Regions from separate parts of the Sus scrofa genome. Here region 1 is linked to region 2. The links are chromatin contacts, called in public HiChIP or PLAC-seq maps. All regions are on one chromosome and are shown on one strand. Each heading gives the region's core, a stretch centred on a gene start, on an enhancer-like site or on the middle of the called end of the contact. The rest is flanking DNA. Distances are from core to core; before and after follow the strand shown. Region 1 has its middle 15 kb from the start of SYPL1. Region 2 holds the start of ATXN7L1 (ataxin-7-like protein 1).

What was found. HiChIP or PLAC-seq counts read pairs in DNA pulled down with a chosen protein or histone mark.
Region 1: a contact with region 2 is called in an H3K27ac HiChIP or PLAC-seq map of skeletal muscle. The contact joins the enhancer-like site here to the promoter of ATXN7L1 in region 2. A contact is called at or near these places in 1 of 5 promoter capture datasets (liver), 35 of 47 Hi-C or Micro-C datasets (adipose tissue, alveolar macrophages, blood and 18 more) and 2 of 2 datasets of contacts at active chromatin or transcription factors (alveolar macrophages and skeletal muscle).

The regions. Positions count from the first base shown.
Region 1 is chr9:105,996,458-106,003,315 of Sscrofa11.1, forward strand. No RefSeq gene overlaps it. Among named protein-coding and RNA genes, the nearest start is that of SYPL1, 15 kb to the left of the region's middle. Within about 2 kb of position 4,529, at least 9 of the 83 cell types and tissues checked have an H3K27ac peak or open chromatin away from gene starts, as enhancers often do. A contact at or near this core is called in fetal skeletal muscle and skeletal muscle, where this site is marked.
Region 2 is chr9:105,920,442-105,927,585 of Sscrofa11.1, forward strand. It overlaps ATXN7L1 (ataxin-7-like protein 1), which reads right to left and starts at 5,194. Exons shown (of 18, transcript XM_005667724.3): 1 at 4,859-5,194.

The DNA.
Region 1 (6,858 bases), core at 3,279-5,778, 75 kb after region 2:
CATTCCCCTTCACTTCTCCTCGTCCCGCCTCACCCTTTCCTGACTCTAGGCAGCTCAAGGGTATTGGGCACCTGTGTGACAGGATGAGGGAGAACAGACAGCCTCACCCCCTTCTCAACATCAACAGTCCTGGTGCTGTACCTCTCCTCTGCGCTCTTGGTTTGAAACACTATTGGGTTTAAAGAAGCATCCCAAACAATGATGGATGCTTCAAGCAAGCAAAAAATTTGCCACCCTCTTAGAATGATATTCTTCAAATGTTTGTCCAACATTTGCTTCAGCTGAAGGCAGAGCTGGCCACAGAAGTTTGAAGGCATCTTTTACCAGTGTGGCAAGAATTGGGCATAGGGACCAAGGGCAGATTTCCAGCACCTTTCGGGGATGAATGCCTTTATGACTTGCTCCCCTGGCCACCTTTCCACCTCATTCCTTTACATGTCTAGGACCCCTCAAAGGGGGACTAGGTCAGCCTTGATAACTGATGGACATCATTTGAATTCAGGATCCCATTGGTCAGTAGTCATTTGAGTATATACACTCCCTGATTTGCCTGCCTTACACAATAAAGTGCCAGTACCTTTCTTAACACCTCCATAGGTTCTTGTGTTTGACTACTTGTCACTGACTAAAATAAACACACATTGCTTTTTAACTGGTGAAATGTAATATTGGAGAAGTGGAAGTTTTAATTTTATAGGCATTAGTGACTTAAAAATTTCCTTTTCTTTTTCTTTTTTTCTTTTTCTGCTCTTTTTAGGGCTGCTCTCACAGCATGTGGAGGTTCCCAGGCTAGAAGTCGAATCAGAGCTACAGCTTCTGGCCTACACCACATCCACAGCCACGCAGGATCCGAGCCACATCTGCAACCTATACCACAGCTCACAACAACACCGGATCCTAACTCCACTGAGCGAAGCCAGGGGTAGAACCCTCAACCTCATGGTTCCTAGTCGGATTTGATTCTGCTGAGCCACGATGGGAACTCTGTTGTTCTTAATTTCTTTTCTCATTTGTGGTAAAATGAAGTTACTTGAGGCTGAAAGAAGGTCTCAAAAGAGGCTCTCCTAATCAGTGCATATTTTACACACGTTCCAACTCTGAGACACTCCTCAGAGCTTTTTGAAGACAGAGAACATTCCTAATCTAATCGCTAGGTTACCTCTCTACCGTTGTAGTTCACCTGGTGACCTCTACAAACATGTCAAAAATTCTGGAGGAGTGGCACTCGTGAACGCTCTCTGCAGATCTCCTCAGGCCTCCTGCTCCTGGCTCCCATCCTATATCCACACACCCAGGTGGCCCCAATTTCTCTCCAGTGGGCAGTGGGTAAGGGAGCAGGTAGTAATTTAAAGACTTACACCCCCTGACCACAGTATTATTGGAGAAACTACTTCTACCTGTTCCTGTAATACCTCTCGGGCCCTTAAGAGCTAAGCCTGGAGTTTTATGACTGGAACTTCTTTCCCTTGGCTGAATTTTGTTGTTCCACACTGGAGGACTGCTTTGGTAGCAGCCATCAGGGCCTGTTCCAGGTGGCAACATACATTTAGACCTTAAATTCCCCCTCTGTTGCTGGCATAGCTGCTCCCTGCCTTTAACTTTTAGATGAGAAATGTTAATTTATGGTAGCTGTGGAAACTAGTGTAGGTTAGCGGAGTTGGGAGAAGTGGGAGAACCCCCCAAAAATAAAATATTAGAAAAGTGTCACTCAGAACGCAATATTTTTAAAAAAAGTTAAGCATAAAAAAACCCTCAGAGGAGTTCCTGTTGTGGCTCAGCAGTAACAAACCTGACAAGCATCTATGAGGATACAGGTTCGATCCCTGGCCTCACTCACTGGGTTAAGGATCTGGCTTGCTTAATGCAGGTTCAGATCCTACATTGCTGTGGCTATGGCATAGGCTGTCAGCTGCAGCTCCAATTTGATCCCTAGCCTGGGAACTTACATATTCCGCACGTGCAGCCCTGAAAAGCAACAAACAAACAGACAAAAAACACAAAATCCCTCAGAGCCAGGAAAAAGTCTTCTCAAGGGAAGAAACATACATGATGCTATTTTCTGCCTTCTCTTTTGGTTTTTGCCCCATGGTGTTATCCCATCTTTTGTAAAGATATGAGGTAATATGGTAAGTAAACAGCAGGCAGTTGCGGAATCAAAGGAAGGGCTCACTCAGGAATGAAACTAGCCCAGTACAGGAGCTCCTTTTAATCAGACTCCTCACTCTGGGGCCCACCCTTTGGTCTGGACTTTACTAAGGCCTGAGGGTTGAGCCTCATTTTCTTCCATTTCTAATCTTAGACAATCCATTTATTCCTTTTGTCAACTGTCAGGACTAAACCCAGAAGATGTTAAGGATTGGATGTGGATAATAACTGCTGATATTATATGGCTCCTTGTAGTTTGCAAAGCACATCTACACACATTATTGCATTTAGTCCTTTCAGTCACTGTGAAGTAGGTATTACTTTTGTATTACTATGATCACAATTTTGCAACTGGGGAAACCGAAGCTTAACAAGGTGATGTGACTTATCTAAAATCATAGAGAAAGGGAATGGGTCTACACTCAGGTTTTCTCACCCCAAGTCCTGTTGCTCCACAATTCAATTGATTCTGGGGAAATGCCACTTGTCTGCCATGCACCCTTCATTCCTAATTAACGACAGTGGTAATGGTGGCTGACATTTGGGGTAGTCACAGCACGCCAGGTACAGCTCATCTAATCCTTGCACCAGTCCTATGATACAGACTTTATAACTAGACTTACTTTACAGTTGAGTGAACCGAGGCTCAGAGAGGTTAGGTATGTTATCCCGGGGTGCACAGCTAGGAAGTGATGGAGACAGGCTTCACCCCCAGGCCTGTTTGATTCCCCAGCTCTTAATCACTCCACTCTATGGCCCTGCTGTGTCCTTTGCTTTCTCTTTCAAGGTTTCCAGCTCCTTCCAAAAGATCCACTCAACAGAGCGAAAGCACACAGGGTGCCTTCAGGGGCAAAGAACTGAACTACAGGTGGCAGGAGGAGACAGAGTGAACAATGGCTCCTCCAGGACTTGTTCTGGTGGGAAACATAACTGCCTTAAGCACAGCTACAATGTGGATGTGTTAGTCAGGAGGGGCTTGGAGCCTGGTGCAGGGACAGGAAAAACGGGGTTGACCAATGCACATGGAGGCAGTCAGTCCCCCACTAAGGAGCTTCTACCCTGAATCAGTACTGTTGGGAGATGAGATGCTTAGCGCCCAGGCATCCCTTACTAATGGCCTATGGCACAGCAGTGGGTGTGGCGTCACCAGTCATGTGTGCCTGTTCTGAACACAGCATCACAGACTGTGGACTGTCAGATCCTCTGATTGGATACAAATGCTCCTGTGCTGAGTAAACCCTTAATAATAAACTTCTTGGAGGTAAAGGCCGTAATACCTTGAAGCACTCCTTCGGGGTTTGCCTCAATGAAAAACCACCAAGCACTCCTGGTTGCCTTTTCAAGATACTTAGCTCATTCCCTTGCTGGTCTATGCTGGTAGAGGGGTGGGGCAAGTCGGTGTGAGAAGGTCTGGGAAAGAAACAATCTGTCCAACCCTGTGAAAGGAAACCCTCTGCAGATCTGGAGGAGGTGAGTGCCCCCACATCCACGTGGGCTTATTCCTGGGGACAGCAGGAGAGGCTCTGCCTCCTCTTCATGGCTCCTGGGTCTCAGTCCCGGCTATACGTTGGGATCACCTGGAGGGCTTTTACCATCCACCCGTGCCTGGGATCCACCACCCAGGAATCTCTGGTATTGTAATCCCAGGTACTTGTAATTCTTATAAACTCCCCAGCTGATGGTGAAGCAGAGTATTGCTGCTCTAGAATTTCACACTCAGAAACAAATGCCACAAGCATCCAATTTACCTCTCCACCATTTTGGTGAGTTTGAAAGGAAAAGAGGCATTACAGACTGATTTTAACGAGGGGAAGAGAGGTGCAGAAAGGAGAAGCAATTTGCTGAGGCCAGAGGGCTGCTCAGGGCAGGGTTGGGGTAGGAAGCAGCTTCCTTCTGATTCTCCTGCATCCTTTTTTCTGGCAGTATATACAGTATCGACTGTTCTGATGGCTTAGTTTGACATGCACTCAGGCGAGAGATTTCTACTCCTTTATTGGGATGGCCTTTCCAATTAGACCTACACTACTGTTTCAGTGTGTTTCCTGGTGTGGAAGCCCAAATCTTCCTTTTGTAATTCTTAGCTCTTTACTGGCCTGAGCAGTGGGTCATGAGATCCCCGCCTCTATTTAGAGGGAGCCAGGGACCGACCATGTTTGGTGTGTTCTGTACAGAGCACAACACATACGTGTACAGTGAAAACATACTTTACTGTGGGTAGAACTGAGACCTAACTCAGTCTCAGCTTTCAAGCCTCTGGATCAACAGCAGTTAATTCTCTTAGAACATAGAGCTAAATCTCTGAGGAGGCCTGGCCTGGAGAGGCCACCCGAATTGCTGCCTGCTTAAAGGTGCACTCATGTTTCTTGATTTATCTGAGTCAGTACCTCTGTTTATTTTTGCCATTTGACTTCAGGGTAGGGCTGGTTTCCGTGTGCTGGCAATTCCCAGTGAGTACAGGCTCTGAGTGACAGGGGCAGGTGTTCAGGAATCCCCAGTGACTATTATTTCATTTTGTTCCTCCCCCAGCCTCACGGTTTATGTATGAGCTGTTAGGTGACCGAGTTCTATTTTTAACTGCAAATATGTTCTTTTCAACTGGAATCATATTCTTTAGACACTGCATTATGCAAGCTGGCTCCAAAGTTTGCCAGCAGTGCTAAACTCAACTGTGACAATTCCCAGCCACTGTCACTGAGCCCGCTACAGTGAAGCAAACAGCACGCTTACTTGCTGCAAGATAGAGCTGCTGTTGTGTCTAATAACTTTGCTACCTGAGGAGAAAGCTATGTCTGGCCACTCCGATCAGCTACCCTCCTCTTGTCTCCTGCCTATCCCAGAAAAAATCCTCTGGGCCTTGGGGGACGGCATTAAAAAGGCTTCTGTTGAGGAAGGTTAAACTTGAAATTAGTCATAATGAGGTACAAGCTATGTAATGCTCATTGTGGTGTATCTTCTCAGGCTATGAGCAGGAGAGGACGGTTTCAATGGAGGGCCTCAAGTCGAGAAGTCATTCTGATGAAGTGTTCCTGCTGAGCCATTCACTATTCTAAAGTGAGAAACTTAGACAAGCCCAGTGGTTGGGTCTCATGTTTTTCTGTGGGATAATCACAGAGAAGTGTCTTTCCAGAATGGCACAGAGCTGGGATCTTTCCCCCTGCTTTCTCCTAGAGGACTGGCATCTGGCTTATCCAAAATGAACCAGAGAAGAGACCGAGTTAGCATTCTCTGAAGGGAAAATGTTAGTATCACAAGGTTCTTTGATGGCAAGCAACAGAAACCAACTCTTTAATAAGAATTCACCTACTTAAGAACAATTGTTAGAAGATAAGTTCCATGAAAGCAGGGGCTAGCTTTTCACTGCTGTTTCTCCAGTAGGACAATACCTTGAATATACAATAGGCATTGACTACTGAGTATATTGAGTCAAGGTTTGCAGGTTATACATAGGGTGGATTGAAGAATTGTTAGGAAGACTGAGAACCAATATCAGAAAAGGATAAGAATGAGAGCACCTCTGGAGGGGAAAGGTAGCAGGAACTCGGTCCCTGACAGATCCATCAGGAATGAATGCTCTCTAACTAGTCATATTTTTGAGTGTCTGTCCTCATGCATCAAAATCCAGAGGGAGGAGTTCCCGTCGTAGCTCAGTGGTTAACGAATCTGAGTAGGAACCATGAGGTTTCGGGTTCCAACCCTGGCCTTGCTCAGTGGGTTAAGGATCCGGCGTTGCCGTGAGCTGTGGTGTAGGTCGCAGACGTGGCTCGGATCCCGTGTTGCTGTGGCTCTGGCATAGGCTGGTGGCTACAGCTCCGATTCGACCCCTAGCCTGGGAACCTCCATATGCCGTGGGAGCGCCCCAAGAAATGGCAAAAAAAAAAAAAAAAAAGAAAAGAAAAGAAAAAAAATCCAGAGGGAGATGTATTAGAGTTTTCTAGAGGAAAACAGAACCAATAGGATCTATCTATCTAGTGAGAGACAGAGAGAGAGAGATTGATTGATGATAAGAAATTGGCTCACACGATTATGGAGGCTGGCAACCCCAATCTGCAGGGTGGGTTGGCAGGTTGGAGTTGGAGACATAGGGAGAGCCAGTGTTCTAGTTCAAGGGCTGTCAGGAAGGAAGGGTGACACTGCAGATGAAGCCTAAAGGCGGTGTGCTGAAGAATTCTCTCAACTCAGGGAGGGTAGGTCTTTCTGTTCTGTTCTGTTCTGTTCTGTTCTGTTCAGGAGGAGGCTCACCCACTTGTGGAGAGCAAGCTGCTTTACTCCAATTGATTGAAATGTTGATCTCATCCAAAAAGACCCTTGCAGAAACACTCAGAATAATGTTTGGCCAACTATCTGGGCACCCCATGGCCCAGGCAAGTTGACATTTACTTGCTATGGAGAGGGCCAGAGAGACACAACTGGCCTAGCTGGAGTCATGTGACCATCCCTCTGCCCAGTACAAGGCAGGGTATTTTGTTGGGCAAGTCCAGAAACTTTGCGTGAGGGGCAAGCACTTATTTCCCAAAGGGGCAGTGGGAGCTGTTTCCAGGAGAAAGGGGAAGGGATACTAGGGAGTTGCAAGACAGCAACTGGCTCTGCTCTCTGGAGAGTCTCACTTTGTTACTTGCTTCTGTGGAGGTTAACATCAAGACACAGCTCTCCGCTTTGGCTGCCTCTTGTAGCTCCTCTCCTCTGTGTGAAAAGAGAACAGCCAGCTAATTTCTG
Region 2 (7,144 bases), core at 3,944-6,443:
TACAAGAACATCTTTTCAGTCAAAATCCAGACAGAAAATCCTTCCACGTCACCTCATAAGCCCATGGGGACCTCAGGGCAGATTATTTATGATAAAGTAAATGTGCTGACAATTAGCACCTTCTAGACCAAATCTAGGCAAAAGAGGGGCTCCCCTGTAACTGATCAGGACCCTTTGGGACCTTCCTAGAACAGACCCTCCCCCCCAACCCCATGTCTTCCACCTGCCTCTTGTCTGTAGAAAAACAGTAGCCTCCTAGGCCCTCCCCAAGTTCCGAAGAATAAATTCAATCAGAGAAGTGAGAAAATGCAGAAAGAAAACAGTCAAGCAAGACAAAATAATAATATTTTAGCCATTCAACGAAGTCAAGGATCTTTAGTTCCTCCTCAAGGGCTACGGATAATATTCTGAGCCACGTGCTTGGAGCTGTTCTGCAGCTACTGAAACCCCACCAGGTGGAAGAAGTTAACTGTACGCTGCCCACAAGCACGACTGGAACCAGAAGGTTGGATGTTGACTGTCAATTACCTCAGCCCCAACCAATCAGAAGAACATCCACCAGCTGATCACCACCCCACAAACCCCGTCTTTCACCTTGTCTTTAAAAACCTTTCCCTTTTTGAATAGCAAAGGAAACCAAAAAGAAAACAAAAAGACAACCTGCTGAATAGCATTGGGAACTTTGTCTAGATACTCATGTTGCAACAGAACAAAGGGTGGGGGAAAAAATGTAATTGTAATGTATACATGTAAGGATAACTTGATCCCCTTGCTGTACAGTGGAAAAAAAAAAAGACAACTTACAGAATGGGAGAAAACAGTTTCAAACAATGCAACTGACAAGGGCTTAATCTCTAAAATATATAAACAACGTATACAACTCGACAGCAAAAAAGCCAACAATCCAATTGAAAAATGGGCAAAAGACCTGAACAGACATTTCTCCAAAGAAGGTATACAGATGGCCAACAAGCACATGAAAAAATACTCAATATTACTGATTATTAGAGAAATGCAAATCAAAACTACCACAAGATACCACCTCTCACCAGTCAGAATGGCCATCACTAATAAGTCCACAAATAACAGGTGCTAGAGGGGGTGTGGAGAAAAGGGAACCTTCCTACACTGTTGGTGGGAATGTAAGCTGGTACAATCACTATGGAGAACAGTATGGAGATACCTTAGAAAACTATACATAGAATTACCATATGACCCAGCAATCCCACTTTTGGGCATATATCCAGACAAAACTTTCCTTGAAAAAGACACCTGCACCCGCATGTTCATTGCAGCACTGTTTGAGATAGCCAAGACATGGAAGCAACTTAAATGTCCATTGACAGATGATTGGATTAGGAAGATGTGGTATATATATACAATGGAATACTACTCAGCCATAAAAAAGAATAAAATAATGCTATTTGCAGCAACATGGATGGAACTAAAGACTCTCATCCTGAGTGAAGTAAGTCAGAAAGAGAAAGACAAATACCACATGATGTCACTTATGTCTGGAATCTAATATATGGCCCAAATGAACCTTTCCACAGAAAAGAAAATCATGGACCTGGAGAATAGACTTGTGGTTGCCAAGGGGGAGGGGAAGGGAGTGGGATGGACTGGGAACTTGGGGTTAACAGATGCAGAGTATTGCCTTTGAAATGGATGAGCAATGAGATCCTGCTGCGTAGCACTGGGAACTATGTCTGGTCACTTATGATGGAACATGATAATGTGAGAAAATAGAATGTGTACATGTATGTGTAACTGGGTCACTATGCTGTAGAGCAGAAGATTGACAGAACACTGTAAATCAGCTATAATGATAAAAATAAAATAAAAATTAAAAACTAAAAATAAAAACCTTTCCCTGAAAGCCACAGGGGGAATGTGAGTCTTTCAAACACGAGTTGTCCTGAAGCCCTTGCTTGGCGCCCAGCAAGAAATGCTGTGGTTTCTTTCACCACAACCCCGTGTCAGTAAATTGGCTTTATGCCCACAGGTGGGAAGACCCAAGTTTGGTTCAGGAACACCTCAGCTGACTGTCACCCTCCTGTCTTCCCTCCTGGGCAGCAGTGCTGAGCCTCCAGCACCAGCAGAAGCCCTGTGTGACAAGGAGGATGTGCAGACTTGGGCTGGCTTTGAGGAGGGCCCACCCCTCCCCGCTGCTCCTTTGGTCTGCCCACTCCAGAATCTCATCTGCACTTTTCCTTTGGGCCTTGGCTTGACCACAAAACCTTTCCTGCTCAGCCTTCAAGAACGAAGCAGGCAACGAAAAGAATACCCTGAAACGATTCCAAGCGTGGAGTGAGGACCAGACACAGCTTAGCCTGTGGTGAACTTTTGTATAATTACATGGCCAACAAATGAACACTGGGCAGTGGGGGCTGGGTGCCACTTCCAAACTGGCTGCTTTTAGGAATGGGGAGCCCTTTAGTCAGGGGTGACTGAGGGACTGCCATGGCTGGGGGCACCTTTCCTCAGGGCTCTGCTCTCAGAATTCTGGATCCCAGCTCACCTCTCTCTCTGGGCCCAGCCTGTGTGTCTTCCAAGCCAGCCCAGGCCACCATGGTTGTCATCCTTCATAAACACAGCAAGCAGGTAGATCTTTGCTCTCCACTCCCGTGGACAGCCCTTCTCAACTAAACACTAAATACCCAAGGAGATTTAGGTCTTTCTTTTTGTTTTGCTTTTTTTTGTTTTTTGTTTTTTTTGTCCTTTTGTCCTTTTTGTTTTTTTTTTTGTCCTTTCACCGCAGCATACGGAGGTTCCCAGGCTAGGGGTCTAATCAGAGCTACATCTGCCAGCCTACATCACAGCTCACGGCAATGCCGGATCCTTAACCCACTGAGCAAGGCCAGGGATTGAACCTGCAACCTCATGGTTCCTAGTTGGAGTCACTTCCACTGTGCCACAACAGGAACTCCGAGATTTACATCTTTCTTTCCCAGTCCCTCTCCTTTTCTTTTTTTGGCTTTCATGCAACAAGCCAAGCTTCCATTAGGCAGCACACAGTCTTCTAGGCACCGAGGATACATCACTGAACAAAGCTGTCACAAAGCCCTGTCCTCATGGAAACGATATTCCAGCCGGGGAGATAGGACATAAAATAAAACTGGGAGTTCTCACTGTTGGCACAACAGGATCAGAGGCGTCTCTGGAGCTCTGGGTTGCAGGGTTGGTCCCCAGCCCAGCACAGAGGGTTAAGGATCTGGCGTTGCCACAGTTGCACCCATGTGTTGCAAGTGCAGCTCAGATCTGATCCCTTGCCCAGGAACTTCATAGGCTATGGGGCTGCCAAAAAAGGGGAAAAAAAGCAAGTGAAACTTAAGACATGTGAAGCGTGGTGAGCAGCCCTGAGAAGGATGTCTACGTGCCCAGCGCCACAACTGTGAGAAGAGTCAACTTCACCAGCCACTGAGCGACCACCACGATGGTTTGAGCAACCACTGTAAACAGACATCACGCCCAGTGATGTACATGCATTGCCTCATTTAAATCACGTAACAACCCATTGGTAGGTACTATTATCGTCATGTTTGTAGATCTGACACACGGGGAGGTTCAGGGGCTTCCCAAGATCACCCAACTGCTAAGAAAAGGAGTCAAGATTTGACTCTAAGCTGTGGGACTCCAGTGTCCTTTGTTCTTATGTCCCCAGCTCTGCCTGACCCTCCTCAGTGCTCACACAGCAGCCTCCGGGTGGCACCACAGTGAGGAGGTCACCCCTGGACCACACGGCAGCTGGGAGGGGGCGCATAGCCTCTGATGATGAAAGGAATTTTCAGGTGGGGCTGAAACGACCAGTGCTCCCCTTCTGTGCAGAAGGCCCTGCATGGTGGTGCCTTTTAGCCCATGGTGTGTGTGTGTGTGTGTGTGTGTGTGTGTGTAAAATATCTTTCCAAACTCAATGCATGAGGCTGAACAACGGCTCCCTCCAGCCTGGCCTGGAGAGCACCAAGTCTAGAGGGAATGAGTTCCAGTCTTTCCAGTAATAAGCTGTGTGACCTTGGGAAAACTGTTCAACCTCTCTGGGACTCAATGCTTTTGTCTGTAAAAAGAAGCACAGGACTCCCTGCCTGTCTGCTTTCTGGATTTGTGGTGAGCATCACAAGAAATCATGTACCTGAGTGTGCTGGGTAAACTCTAAAGTGATATGCACCTCCCTCAGCCTTGCTGTGACTGAAATGTGGAGTCCCACTAGAAGGAATTGCCCTGAGGCTTGTGTATATTTAGGTCAATCAGGGGTTAAAATTCCTGCTCCCCTCAACAGGCTCTGAAAACCCTCCACTGTTCCAGAAGCATTATTCTGCAAGGCCTAGCCCTCCCCTTCCTCCAAAGGGCCAACAGGTGAGAAGCTGGGGGAGTGGAGGAGGAGCGGGGTGAATGGCTGAGAGAACAGATGCTTCTGGAGGGCGGGGCTCACCTTGTCGCCCCCCTTCTGGGGCAACAGCCGCAGGAGAAGGCCTTACCCCCAGCTAAGCGTGAGCCCTGCAGATGTGCCATCCGCTCTCATCATGGTGACAGATGTAACCCTAAAAACCAAGAAGGCCCCTGCCCCGACAGGCTCAGCTGGCTTCCTGCCCTCCTTCTGGAGGGAAGTGATCAAGGATTCCTAGTCGCTCAGGAAAAGAAAACTCTCATTTATCGGCCCCCTCCCGCTTGCCATATGTTCCTCGGTTTAACGCACCCATCCATCCGCTCTGTGAAGTATTAGCCACATTTTACACCCGAGAAAGCTGAGCCCTGAAGAGGCGGGGACACGCAGCTCCAAGAGGAACCCGGATTCGTGGGCCCCAAAGCCAGCTCTGACCAGGGCTCTTTATTAACCAAGCGATAAATACTGCTTAAGTACCTGTTCGTCCAGGAACCGCTGAGGACCTGAAACCTGCAGGAGGCAAGGCGAGGCCTCCCGGGCGGCAGGCAAATCTAGGTGGGGGCGGGTGGCGCCCTGCAGGGGGTGTTTCTCCGTGCTCTTGGCAATGGAGACGGCGAGGACCAGGGCGAGAGAGCGGTCTGAGTCATCCCAGCCAAAGCTCTCTGAGGCTCGGAGGGTCCAAGTGGGCCCTGGGGACCGTGAGTCACTAACTCATGCTCTGATGAGCAAACTAGTTAGTTGAGCCAGCCCTTGAACTGCTAGCCCAGGGATCTTGCTACACTCACCACGTGCGAGCTGAGGCCTGAAGGGCTGAAGTGGGCGTGGTTGTCGCCACTGAAAGACCCAGCGCCTGAGGCTCCGCCTCCCACCCGAGTCTGCGCAGATCTGCTCCAGCAGAGCCCGAGCCCTCTGGTGAGCAGCTGTTTCCATTTTTCCCCCCCGCGGCCTGGGTTCTGGGAGCCAGGCCAGCATTCAGAGCCATTTCTCTCCCTTTCGTTTTTGTAAAAGAGAAAAACCGCCCAGGGCTGCCAGAGCCTGAGCTTGCTCCTGGGTGGCCACCACTTGGCTGGACTGGAGGGGACGCCTCCTGGGAGCCCCCATTTTCTCTGGGTCTGGCCATCTGGGACCTTCCCATCCAGAAACTTGTGGAATCCACTCTCCTGTAGCCCTTGTCCTCACGGGGCTCCCTCTTTGCAGTCTTGACCCCTGCCCTTTGTTCTAAAAGCAAGAAGTGTTACAGAAGCAAACTGGGGTCCAACTGCCTCCAGGCAGTAAAGCCATTCTATTGACAGGGGGTCGTGGTAGAGGAAAGTACCGGCTTTCCATTGTGAGGCACCAGGCAAGGGTCCAGGGCATCTAATGCTCAAAACCCCCAAACTCCTGGAAGAGTTCAGGGAAGCATTTTGAAAGGCAAGTTGAGGGGTTGCAGGGTATGTGGTCAGCTTGTGCACGAGATTCTCTGATTGGTTGATGGTGAGTGAACAGGATGGTGTCACAGGGGTTAACATTACCAATCCTTAGGCTCCAGCCAGACTGGGGACTATGTGCTCATGGTCATCACATAATTAACTTCTTCCATTTGGTGGGGGTTTTAGCATAGCTCAGGAAATGTGCACCAGATACTGTTATCTAGGTACTTGGGGGAGGAACTAAAGATTCTGTGACTGCCATATGGCTGATTTGCTATTTAAATTGTTACCACTTCTCCTGGCCCAACTGCTACTTTTGTCAGATATGTTCACATCCTTCCAATTGTTAATTCTCATAGAGTTCCTGCTGGGGCACAGTGGGCTAAGGATCTGGCATTGTCTCTGCAGTGGCTCAGACGCAGGTAGCTGCAGAGGTGTGGATTTGATCCCTGGCCTGGTGCAGTGAGTTAAGGATCCAGCATTGCCACAGCTGCAACTCAGATTCTATCCCTGGCCCAGGAACTTCCATATGCTGCAGGTGTGCCCACCCCACCCTCAAATTAATTCTTGAGCCAGGCTTTTATGACTCAAGGGAGACCTGGGACACTATGGCTTTTATACAAACAAGAGGCAGGCAGAGGGCATTGGGAGGGGGGTGGTCCTGGGAGGGCCCCATAGGGTCCTGTTTAGTTACAGCAGTCTGACACCTCCAGTGGATGAGGGGCCTCCTGATGGAGTGGCCTGGGTCAAGGTCTCCCTGGGCTTGTGACATGGGTGACAAGGTCTCCCTGGGCAACTTAATCTAGGACTCTCTGAGGTATGTGAGAGCTGAGTCTGAAGCAAAGGGAGAGAGACTCATTCACCCTTGTCCCCGGCCCCTCCCCCTGCCTCCAGGGCTGGCTGTTCCTACTTGAAATCTAGTGTCCTGGGATGAGCAGGGCTTCTTTCCAGAACCATCTGTGGCTTGTTTGCTCACCCCACTGGAAGGCTACTCCCAGCCTCGAAGCACCCCCGTGCCAACTGCGAATTACTCTGCACAGCACATGCAAGTTTCATTTAAAGTCTCTTGTTTTAAGTGATTTTCTTTGACTTTCCCTGGAGGCTTTTATCTAAATAAGCTCTTCTTCTAGGTAAACAGGAAGGTAGACTGATTCACTGTCCTGAGAAATTAGGAAGAAAGCAATTATGCAGGTTCTGCTATGGGAGGAAAACAGGCAGGGCTTCTGGGGAGGAGGGGCAGGCTAATCCCAGCCCCGTGATGCTGACACTCCCCACAGCGCCTTCCTCATCAGCTGGGCACTAACCACTGTCCCAGGACCCCTCTGAGAGTTAGGTAGCGCTAGAAGAGTTTCCG